Regions from separate parts of the Mus musculus genome. Here all the other regions are linked to region 1. The links are chromatin contacts, called in public HiCAR-type and promoter capture Hi-C maps. All regions are on one chromosome and are shown on one strand. Each heading gives the region's core, a stretch centred on a gene start, on an enhancer-like site or on the middle of the called end of the contact. The rest is flanking DNA. Distances are from core to core; before and after follow the strand shown. Region 1 holds the start of Ccdc190 (coiled-coil domain containing 190). Region 2 overlaps Gm34535 (a long non-coding RNA gene). Region 3 overlaps Nuf2 (NUF2, NDC80 kinetochore complex component). Region 4 has its middle 29 kb from the start of Rgs5.

Region 1 (2,546 bases), core at 35-2,534:
CCAGTAAATTACTCCTTAGGACTGGAAGTGGGGGCCCATTGCCACTCATGACAGAGCCTCACCTTGCTGCAGGCGCTGCAGTTCTTTCTGAAGCTGTCTCTGCTCCCTGGCTAGCGATTTCACGTGATAGAGGCAGATGATCTCCAGCCTTTGCAGTCTAAGGCTGAGTCTGGCTTCTGCTTGCCTGGCACTCTTTCTCTCCAAGTCAAACTGCTTATACAGAGGTCCCTTCACCATGCTTCTGTCCATCTTCCTCACGCGTGGGTGACAGTAAAGCCAGTGTCCTCCAGGGACCACAGATAACCTGAAAGAACAAGGTCAGCATGGTGGCTTCTGGTCATTGGTCACTGATTAGTTTGAAATCTAATTTTATTAAATCTTAAACTGCCTAGTCAGATGAAGTCTCCACATCCAAACCCACACCTCTACCTTCTTAACTCCAGTAGCACTCTCAGGAAGGAACGAGAGTCCCTGCCAATACTCACCTCAGGGCTACAACACAGAATGCATGCGGGATAGTGGTCAGTCAGGTCAGGTGCTCTCCCTTAGGTATTGGTGGTAGTAGTTCAGGAAAAGATTAGCATTAAAGAAGGGCATCCACCCACAGCCAAGCAGTGGATGGCGCTTGGGGACTCTTATGGAAGAATAGGAGGAAGGTTTACAGCCACTAAGGTGATAAGAACTCCACAGGAAGATGAACAGAATCAACTAACCTGCACCCTCAAGACTCTCCCAGACTGAACGGCCAATCAAAGACCGTAAATGGGCTGGACCAGGACTCTGCACATATATAACAGGTGTACAGCTTGGTTTTTATGTGGGTCCCAAACAACTGGAGCGGGGGACTGTCCCAAGAGGTGTTGCCTGTATGTGGGATGTGCTCTTTCAGCTGGGATGCCTCAGTGGGAGAGGAGGCGCTTAGCCTCTCAGAGACTTGAAGTGCCAGGGTAGGGGGAAGAGGGTGGAGGGGGTTACTCACTCAGAGGAGAAGGGGGTAAGGAAGGAAGGATTGTGGGAGGAGGTGAGAGGGAAGGGGGATCAGTGAGTGGAATGTAAAGTGAATAAGAAAAAAAAATTGAAATGTCAAAAAAGGGGGTGGGGTGGGGCTAAGGCCAGACACAAGGCAGCTCTAATTTAAGAGCCGAATTCGAGTCAGTTTGATTTAGATTCTGAAGTATAGATTAAAGCTTCACCCAAAAATACAGGGGGTAGCACTTACCTGCAAACCCAGCTCCTCACCAGGAAAATCTTTGTTTCTTTGGCTCCAAGCTTGTTTTCTTCACTAAGCGTGTGAGCCTGTGTAAAGGGGGGTGAGGGTGGGGAAGGGGGCTGGAAGGGGGCGGGGCCAGGAGAAGGTTAGTTACACTCGAAAGCTCTGTCCTTTCCTCCTGCGACCCCTGGTTAGGAATGCCGTCGACTCCTCGAGCCTTGGGTCCCATTTGCTCTTGAAGAGGCCACATCTCTAACTTGTTTTGAGGATAAAGGAAGCTTGCCAACTTCCAGCCCTCCCCAGGGAGGCCTGCGGTGCTCCTAGGCCGTGTCCATGGGAGCCAAGAATGAAAGCCAAGAGTCCCTCACTGTTTGTAACCAGTCTCTTCTCTTCCACCTCCCTCTGCTTCGCTTCTACCTCCCCTGCCCCTGCCCCTCCTCCCGCCCCATCTCCCACCCCTTTTCTGGCTTCTTGGAAACCAAAAGAAAGCACCCTGCCTTCCCATTCATGACTGGGCACATTTTGCACAGAAAGGCATTGAATTTGCTTATTCTACGTTATTGCGCTCCACGCTGGGTGTTTCCAGTCTTCCAGCCTTGTTCGGTGCATTTCAAAGTTTATTTAGATTTTCAAAGGCTTGGACACAGCACGAGATGAAGTGATATATATTTTTGAATCAACTTTTGTCTTCACGTTTGGAGAGCTGCAGCAGAGAATAGAGTTGAGCTATGGGTTATAGACGAAGATACTGGATGGGACTCTAACTGTTTCCTTGGGGATCCTTCTGAGAATGAGAGGCAGTAAGATTCCACAGTCTAAAGACAGCTGCCAACACTGGGGCCCAGTAATCCCAGTTTATGAAAGGCAGCTAAGCAGCCCCTACTACCCACAATCACCACCCGGCAAACAAACTATTCTAAAGAGATTACTGGGGAGGTGAGAGAGGGAGGGCGGGTCATTGTTCTCTAAGTAGGAAATGATACCTTCCCAGCCAGTGCTTCTCCCATGCACAAGTTCTTCCTCTCCAGGATTTAAACAAGTAGGGCACAATCTCCAAGACAATTACTACAGAAAGTGGGGTGCCGCATAAGGGAAACTGGCACTCTAGTCCCCATCGGCAGGCCTGGTGAAGTGCATAGCAACAGAGCTTTGTTGCCCCCATGAAGCGGTAAATATCCAGCCCAAATATGCCCTGGCAATGAAAGCACAACTCAATTAATATGAATCCATGCTGTGCACCTAGATTGGGCAGATCAACCCCTACACTACCATCTTCCACATCTATGTGACCCCTTAGAACTTGTAGTTTCTCCAAGCCATGTTCTTCTGCTCTGCT
Region 2 (2,546 bases), core at 18-2,517, 460 kb after region 1:
GGCCATAAGGAAATGCACCTGAGAACTGGCTTCCATCCATAAAGCAGAGGCAAGTGACTAAGGACTGGTGTTCCTTCAGAGGTGTCACATTGTTTAAGGCAGGCGGTAGAGTCAGAATGATGGCTTTCCAACCATGGCTTTATGGTTTATTTTTTGAAAGCACTTGTGGCAGTCACTTCCCTGCTAGTTTTGCAGTGTCCTTATGTTTAAAATGCCAGTGGCTGTTAGGTAACCCATCTATAAGTGGATGGCAATTACTTAACATAGGCAAAGCACCGAGTGACTCCTGGTACTTGGTAAGTGATCTAAAACCTGCTAATTACTATTAGTTTTCATAGATCAAGTAGGGAGTAGCACTCATTGGACATACCTGGGACCAGAAATGCTATAGATTTCAGTCTTTCAAATTTGGGGATTAAATAAAAACAATTGTATTTTTGGCTTTTTGTGGGCAGGTGTGGTCATGTCATGGAGGTTTGTGTCCATGTGGCAACCAGAGGACAACTTTAGGGAGTCAGTTCTCTCCTTCTGTCACTTGAGTCCTGGGCAATAGAACCCAGATTGTCAGGCTGGGTGGCAAGTGCCTTTACATGCTTAGTCATCTCACTGGCCAGACTTTTGGCCTATTTTATATGGACTTTACTGGTTGAGTTTTCCAAAATCTCAAACACCGAAACCTGTTGTCCTGAGGATCTCACCTGATACTCGAGAAGTTCCAGATTTTGTGTGATCTTTAGATTTAGGAGTTTTGGGTTCTCCAGCCAGGGCTTTTAAAGGCTATTCATTGACCTTAGGTTAGCTTGAGGTGCTCATTAATCTTTAAGGATGACTTTAACTCTTCTCCACGTTCATCTCTTCGTCTTCAGGCATTTCCTCTGCCTTAGTCATTCCAGGCAAAGAGCAAAGAGAGAACTTACAACACAAGGAGACAAGAGAAGGTCCCATGGCCTTCTCTGCAGGTACTGTGGAACATCTTTAAGGATACGTAGAGCTGGAAGAAAACCCAATGCACACTTTGAAGTCTTCTTACTCTGGGGCTGTTCTATTTTTAAACACGCTTCTGCTTAGGAGCTGCCCTCCTGCACCTCTGTTTTTCCTCATGAAGAATAATAATTCTGTTCTGTCCTCTGTATCCCAGACTCCAAATATTCTTTTCTGTTTTTCTTTTTCCTTTGAATGAGAGCAAAGCTCCCAGGCTACATCCCATGCAACCCCAGAAATGCAAGCCATCTTTTGTTCTTAGCTTTGGCAGCGTTGCCCCTTGTTTGTTCCCCTGCCGGTCTGTGCGTCCCAGAGCTGCTCTGCAGTCGGAGATTGCAGGAAGCTGGTGGACTCAAGCCACTGGCTTCTTTTATAAGCCAAATGTAGAGAAAGGAGCTTTTCACTGGCTCCAGCCTCACAGTCAGGTATGCCCTGGTGGGCTCCACACAAAGCTGGGGCTCTGGAGCTGGTCCCTGGAGTTCGCCTTTGTTTCTTCACAGGCCACATGCCTAGTCATGGGCAGGTGAAATGGCAGCCCAAGTCCCCAGCTCTTTACAGCCACTGAAAGCTGGTTCCATGCTTAGACCTCAGAAGTCTCTGGTTTGACCCAGTCCTCCCCAAAGCCAGGCTGAGTTCTTTATTAGTGAGCATGAAAAATGCTCCAATCATAGCACCAGATGGTACCCAAACCAATTTGGGTTGTCAGCTGTGGCCTACTGGTTTCCAAGGACTTTGTCTAACATCAATGCTGTTTCCCTCAGTGCCCATTGAGTTCTACGAGGTGATCTTGCTCAGATGATTTTGATGAGAAATAATATTTTCCTTCACCCAGCACCACAGTCATTACATCTTTCCAGCTTTATTAATTCACTCAACAAGCTTTTATTGAGTGCCTGCTGTGTGCATGGGGCATTTTAGTGTGTACCAAGGAGGGATTCATTTCTGCTTGATAAATATTTGCTGAGAATCTACTAGCTACGTAACAAGCACTTTTCAAGATAACGAACACGTGATATCATTGAGATGATACAGTGGCCTTTAAAGCACTCACAGTTGCAAAGAGGAGGACGTGGTCGTCACTCAGGAAAGTATCAATGTGAGACACGTGACATTTTCTGTGTCTGCTATTTGGTGCTCAAATTTCTGTATTTCTCAGTCTTCCTAAAGAGTCAGCATCATCAGTACATTGTCCCTGAGGGCCACTAGCACATAAGTAGATCCCAGGGTAGGAGGTGGGGAAAAGTCAAGGACTGTGTATTCTGTCCTGCCTCTCAGAGAGTGGCTGCTCAAGTATCTCCTAGGAGCTTGTTAGAAAATCCATCCCACCCCATGACAAGTGGACCAGAATGCAGTTTTACTAGGTCGCACAGGTGATCTGTGAACCTATCAATTAATGTTTGAGAGGCACCACTCTGTTAGTTACATTTATTTTTCTCCTGGTGATCCAACAATGCTAGTGGGCTCATTGATTGTTCTCGTGAGTATTAGTTGTATATCAATAACTCAGGACTTTCTAGCAGTATGGCTGCTCTTCACTGAGCTTTGGACCATGTCATCTGACATGG
Region 3 (2,546 bases), core at 26-2,525, 410 kb after region 1:
TATTTTTTAAATAAATGACCAGCTGATTATGCAGGTATTTTCTTCTAGTTTGTTGTTTGCCTTTTCAATTTTATACTTATCTTTAAAGAGCAAAATATCTTTCAGTTTTGAATATTTTGATTGATTTTCTTTAAAAATTGTATGTCTTACTAAGACTTCACTAGATCTACGTGGCTGAGATTTGCGTCCGAGTGCTTGGGGGGTATTGTCTTGTTTTGATTGTTTAATGTTTTAGTATTGTGTGCAGTGAGTCACTGTTCATATTTTCCCTTTTCATGGGAGTGGCACTACCTGTTGAGACGTCACCCTTTCCCCATGAACTTACTGTGACACTTTGTATAAAAAGGCATGACAGTGTGAGGCAGTCTTGCTTCAGACTTGGGACAGTGGATACCTGAGTTCTTTGCTAGTGTCAGTGCACAGGGATGCAGCCACTTTGGCAGTTTCTAGCAAAATGAAACCTGTTCCTACCGGATGATCCAGGAGTTGGGCTCCTTTGTATCTACCCAAAGGGGCCCCAACTGTTCACATAAAGACACACACAGCGATGTATGTAGCATAGTTTCTAAGTCTCAGAAACCATCATGGCTTTCGGTGCATCAGTATACAGACTACATCCCAGCAGTGGAATGTTAGGTAGTGTTAAATGGAAATGAGCTATCAATCCATGAGAAAGCATAGGTGCACATTGTAATGGAAAGGGGCCAATCTAAAAAGGCTCTGTAATCGTGTGATGTATAAGAGAGGGAAAACATCAGTAATTGTGAGCCTTCACAGAGGAGGAACAATTAACTAGAACGCAAGACCATTTTAGGATAGTAACCCCTCCGTGTTACTACAGTGGTGGTATGTGCCTGCCATTCTGCAGTTGTCACATCCCACAGACAGTACAGCAGCAGCGAGCACGTGTGTGTACATGCAGAGAGATAATGATGTGTTAGTGCACATTTTCTCTACGCCTTATTCCTAACAACAGTGCCACTCACACAGATGCTGGGAGAGAGGGTCTGACAGGTGGGATACTGGGAACTACCAAATCCTTACTCAGATTTTGCTATGGATGGAAAACTTCTGAAAAATAAAGATGTATGTCCTACACGAATTGGATGTTTTTCTGGGCTTGCTATTCACTAGGCTCTGCCTTAGTTCCGTCTGCATATCCAGTTTCCTAGAGCACTCATCTCGGTGTTTGTCTTTACACCATCCTTCCTGCCTTAGATTGAGACTTGAAATCAGGCAGATGGCACTCGTTCATCTGTTACTGTGCATCCAGGCAGGCTCTGTATCCCGATGTGGGAGCTGGGGAGGTGGAGCCTGTGCTGTGCTGCTTGCTTCTTTGTTGAGTTGCCCCTCTGTCACTTCCTCTGTGGTTTCTGATGCTCTCCTCTCTGGAGTAGACCTGCATGCCATACTGCGGAGGACACAGCATCGTAGCCTGCCGCTCTACTTGTTGGATCCAGTGTGCATTCACATGTGTTCTCTTGCACAGCATGCGTTTGCACGTTGTCACCGAGTAGGGCACACTGCACGCTTGGACCAGTTGGTTAGGAGCGTTCCTTCAGATTTTTTTTTGGTTGCTGTATTGAATGAGTAATGGAGATCTTAAAATCTTTTGTGAATTTATTACTTTCACTCTCACTCACTGCCTTTTAACTGGAGTGCTTAGCTCAGTTGTGTTAAATGTTATTGATATGCTTAAATTTACCTTTAATCTTTTTGTTTCTTTCTTACAATATTTATCTATTTCCACTTTCTTCATCTTGTTGTATTTTGACTACTGGATTTTTTTTTTTTTAAAAAATCTTTGAAAAAAGGTTTACTTATCGTGTGTGTGTGTCGGTATAGGAGTGTGGGCCTTTGTGTGTTCTGTATACCATGTGTATGCATAGTGCCCATGGAGGCCAGGAGAAGTTGTTGGATCCCTGGAGGTAGAGTTCCATGAGGTTGGGAGTACCACGTGGGTGCTGGGAACCTAACTCGGGTCGTCTGCAAGAGCAGCAAGTGCTCTTAGCTTCTGAGCCATCTCTCTGGCTATTCTTATATTCAGACTCTCACTGTGTATCTCAGGCTCTCCTAGAAACTGAAATACTCCGGCTTCAGCACCTTGAGTACTGGATTCCCAGTGTGTCCTGCCATGCCTGCATCACATTTAGTGTTAAACATCTCATTCTCTTAAGTATGGCAGTCTAGGTTAACAGCATTCTAGTGCCTGTAAGGTGTGCTAACATTGTTGAAAACAGTATCTACAAGGAAGACCAGTAATAAAAACCCTTGATACAAGAAGGGGAAATTTATTGCTGCATTATATTCTGGCTCCCTTATTCCTGAAAAGAAACCCACTCATATTCTTTGTCTTTATTCCATTTAGTGTGTCTGTCTTATTTTCTTGTCTTTGCTTTTAAATTTTATTATGACTTCCTAGCTACTTGAGTGAACTGTGGGCTTCTGGGAAATTTTGTGGTTGTTAGTTTTCCATACTGTTTATAGCTTTTGTAAGACTGAGACATTGCTCTCCTGTCAGATAAAAAATAGTTGTTCCTCCTTTT
Region 4 (2,546 bases), core at 19-2,518, 300 kb after region 1:
TTTCCTCCAGAACATGATAAGATCAAACTGTTGTTTATAGTCTAGAAGCAACAGGGGGTCATTAGTTGGGTTTTAAAGAAAATGGGTTCCTGTGTAAAGTTATCACAGGATCTTCAAGCCAGAAAGAAACTTGATTGCTGCTACAAAAGACGTTTCCCACATCCAGGAGAGGCTTGCATGGTGTCAGAGTTTCAGATCCCCTTTTCATGTAAGGACAGGTTTACTTATTGTTGTGATACCATTCTTTCCAGACAAGTGTCCACATCTTTACAAGAGAAATACAAGGAGACCACACCTCTGCAAGCAATATAATCAAATCCTGCTTGGTTTAGAGGAATATTTGCCGTATGGTTGCAAACCCAAGGCTCTTCCAGGGATCTCCAACAATTACTTGAGATTGGTGATGCTTGGACTCTTATATTTGCTTCAGTAGGCACACTGGTCCAGTCAATCACAATTCATAATTGAGTAAGTGTCATGGAAGCACTGCTCAACCAGTATTAGAGTCTCCCAAGGAAGAGCATGTTCACGTTGGACCAAGACCTCAAGAATCTTTTGTGGCTTCTGGGGGAACTGCTACCATAATGAAGCATGCTCAGAATGTTCACTAAAGCAGGCTCCAGGACTTCTCTTTGAGCATGAAACAAATGCCAAGTATGTGCACAGAGAACAGCTAAAGTAGAGAACTACTCTTTTAGTCAACAACAGAAAAGTGATCACTTTAGTGCCAAATTCTACCTTATGTGTGAATCATTAAAGACAACTGTTATCATATCCAAATAAATCAGTTTTAACTAATTGGAAATTTACTGTTATTGGTAAATATAATATGTATCTGTAAATAGAATAAATGGTTATTACTAACAGTTCTTCAAAACCATAGATTGCATTTTCATCACCGTTCTATTGTTGTGAAGTGACACCATGACCAAGGCAACTCTTTTATAAAAAGAAGCATTTAATTAGGAGCTTGCTTATAATTTCAGAGGCTTACTCCATTATCTTCATGGCAGGGAACATGATGACATGCAGACAGACACTGCAGTGGTATTTGAGACCTTTACATCCTGATCAGAGGTCAGGAAGAGAGAGAGACAGAGAGGAAGAAACACATATGAAGAGACAGATACAGAGACAGGGCCTGACATGAGCTTTTGAAACCTCAAAGTTCATCTGCACTGAGACACTTCCTCCAACAATGCCAAACCTACTCCACCAAGGCCACACCTCCCAATCTTTCTAATACTTTGAAACAGTTCTGCCCTCTGTGACTCAGCATTAAAATATATGAGGTCATTCTCACTCAAACCACCACAGATGATTTTTCTTTACTCAACCCTTTCAGTGTTTGAAAATCCATATTGAGTGGGCTTGGCGTAGCGATGCCCTCTTGCAATGCCAACATGCAGAGAAAGACACAGAGGGACTGTGAGGTCAAGGTTAGCCTAGCAACAAAGACAAAAGAGAAGAACAACCCTGAAACAGATTCCTCCGTGATCATGCTAACCACTGGCCATTTATCACTCCTATAAATGATCTAAGTAGAGAGCTGGCTGATCCTAGTGACAGGCAGAAGAAAATACTCTCTCTCGCTTGTGTGGGCCACCTGATCCAAACTAGCATCATCTGTCACCTGAGCTAGTGATTAAGCTTCCTACACATTCTATAATCATATGTCTTTTGTGGTCTATTCTTAATACAGTTTCGGGGTAATCATGTTAATAGCTATGTTTTGTCACCTTTCTACTCAAAGCATCCTGATGGCTTCCTCATTCGATGTCTCATACAAGTTCACCTTTGTTCTCTGCATCCTGAGCCTATCGACTGATCCCATTCTGACTCATCTTCTACTCTTCTCCCCAACCCATGGTGTCCTATACACACTGACTTTCTTGCTATGCCTCCAAACAATTACACAGACTTAGCCCTCCAGGCGTGTCCCTTGTGGTCCCTTGATTTAGAATGCTGTCCCCGGCTGAGCTCCATGACTTTCTCCACCTCATTCACACTTTCACTCAAACATTCTTTTCACCAAAACCCCTCCCCCTCATTCTAATGAAAATCTCAATACATGCACTGTTTATTGATGGATCACCAGCATTTTCATGGTTCCTGGTTTATAGCTGGTCATTAACAAATATTTATCAAGTTACCAACTAAATGAATGGAAATAAACCCGGGCTTCTCATCTAAAGCACTGTGTGACTGAAAACAATTGGATTTAACGTTTTGTACTTGTATTCATTCCTGAGTAATGTAAAGATGACTATGGTTCCAATTTACATCATGTTTCCTAAGATCTTCAATTTTCTGAATAAAAAAAGAACAAAATGAGACATTTGTGTTTAAGCTGAAAATAACTTTGCCCTGGGAGTCACCAGGCTTGTATTCAAGGCAAAGATGAGAAATCTTAGGCAGTACTTCATATTAAGGTAACCCAAACTGCCCTTTCTACCTGTCAACTTCCTGTGAACTTTGGGAAAAAGTATAAAAGGCAGTGTGTATGTAATTATAGAGGTGTGAATGAAATGTCCCTTATATTCTTG

The links. Promoter capture Hi-C pulls out the DNA fragments that hold promoters and counts their contacts. HiCAR-type assays count read pairs that join an accessible place to other places.
Region 2: a contact with region 1 is called in a HiCAR-type map of astrocytes, with 2.4 times the contacts expected there. The contact joins the enhancer-like site here to the promoter of Ccdc190 in region 1. A contact is called at or near these places in 3 of 39 promoter capture datasets (embryonic stem cells and liver), 2 of 484 Hi-C or Micro-C datasets (cortical neurons and embryonic stem cells), 2 of 115 datasets of contacts at active chromatin or transcription factors (astrocytes and neural progenitor cells) and 1 of 9 other capture datasets (macrophages).
Region 3: a promoter capture Hi-C map of hippocampal neurons shows a contact between it and region 1, with 16 times the contacts expected there. The contact joins the enhancer-like site here to the promoter of Ccdc190 in region 1. A contact is called at or near these places in 11 of 39 promoter capture datasets (the SN4741 cell line, cranial neural crest, embryonic stem cells and 8 more), 1 of 15 datasets of contacts at CTCF or cohesin (the NIH/3T3 cell line), 39 of 484 Hi-C or Micro-C datasets (the 4T1 cell line, CD8 T cells, ECoMG myeloid progenitors and 24 more), 9 of 115 datasets of contacts at active chromatin or transcription factors (the HPC-7 cell line, embryonic basal ganglia, embryonic forebrain and 5 more) and 3 of 9 other capture datasets (adipose tissue, embryonic stem cells and liver).
Region 4: a promoter capture Hi-C map of the SN4741 cell line shows a contact between it and region 1, with 3 times the contacts expected there. The contact joins the enhancer-like site here to the promoter of Ccdc190 in region 1. A contact is called at or near these places in 2 of 39 promoter capture datasets (the SN4741 cell line and cranial neural crest), 1 of 15 datasets of contacts at CTCF or cohesin (the NIH/3T3 cell line), 1 of 484 Hi-C or Micro-C datasets (cortical neurons), 1 of 115 datasets of contacts at active chromatin or transcription factors (embryonic basal ganglia) and 1 of 9 other capture datasets (embryonic stem cells).

What each region holds. Positions count from the first base shown.
Region 1 is chr1:169,927,677-169,930,222 of GRCm38.p6, reverse strand. Ccdc190 (coiled-coil domain containing 190) reads right to left here and starts at 1,284. Exons shown (of 4, transcript NM_001033185.2): 1 at 1,220-1,284; 2 at 63-304. The coding sequence starts at 249. It overlaps Gm39699 (a long non-coding RNA gene), which reads right to left. Exons shown (of 3, transcript XR_865723.1): 2 at 2,194-2,402; 3 at 1,635-1,913.
Region 2 is chr1:169,466,787-169,469,332 of GRCm38.p6, reverse strand. All of the region lies in intron 2 of Gm34535 (a long non-coding RNA gene), which reads right to left. Among named protein-coding and RNA genes, the nearest start is that of Gm34535, 5.1 kb to the right of the region's middle. Within about 2 kb of position 1,267, at least 27 of the 459 cell types and tissues checked have an H3K27ac peak or open chromatin away from gene starts, as enhancers often do. A contact at or near this core is called in astrocytes and neural progenitor cells, where this site is marked.
Region 3 is chr1:169,518,335-169,520,880 of GRCm38.p6, reverse strand. The region is part of intron 6 of Nuf2 (NUF2, NDC80 kinetochore complex component); the gene reads left to right. Among named protein-coding and RNA genes, the nearest start is that of Nuf2, 12 kb to the left of the region's middle. Within about 2 kb of position 1,275, at least 22 of the 459 cell types and tissues checked have an H3K27ac peak or open chromatin away from gene starts, as enhancers often do. A contact at or near this core is called in cerebral cortex, cortical neurons and hippocampal neurons, where this site is marked.
Region 4 is chr1:169,624,788-169,627,333 of GRCm38.p6, reverse strand. No RefSeq gene overlaps it. Among named protein-coding and RNA genes, the nearest start is that of Rgs5, 29 kb to the left of the region's middle. Within about 2 kb of position 1,268, at least 10 of the 459 cell types and tissues checked have an H3K27ac peak or open chromatin away from gene starts, as enhancers often do. A contact at or near this core is called in the SN4741 cell line, where this site is marked.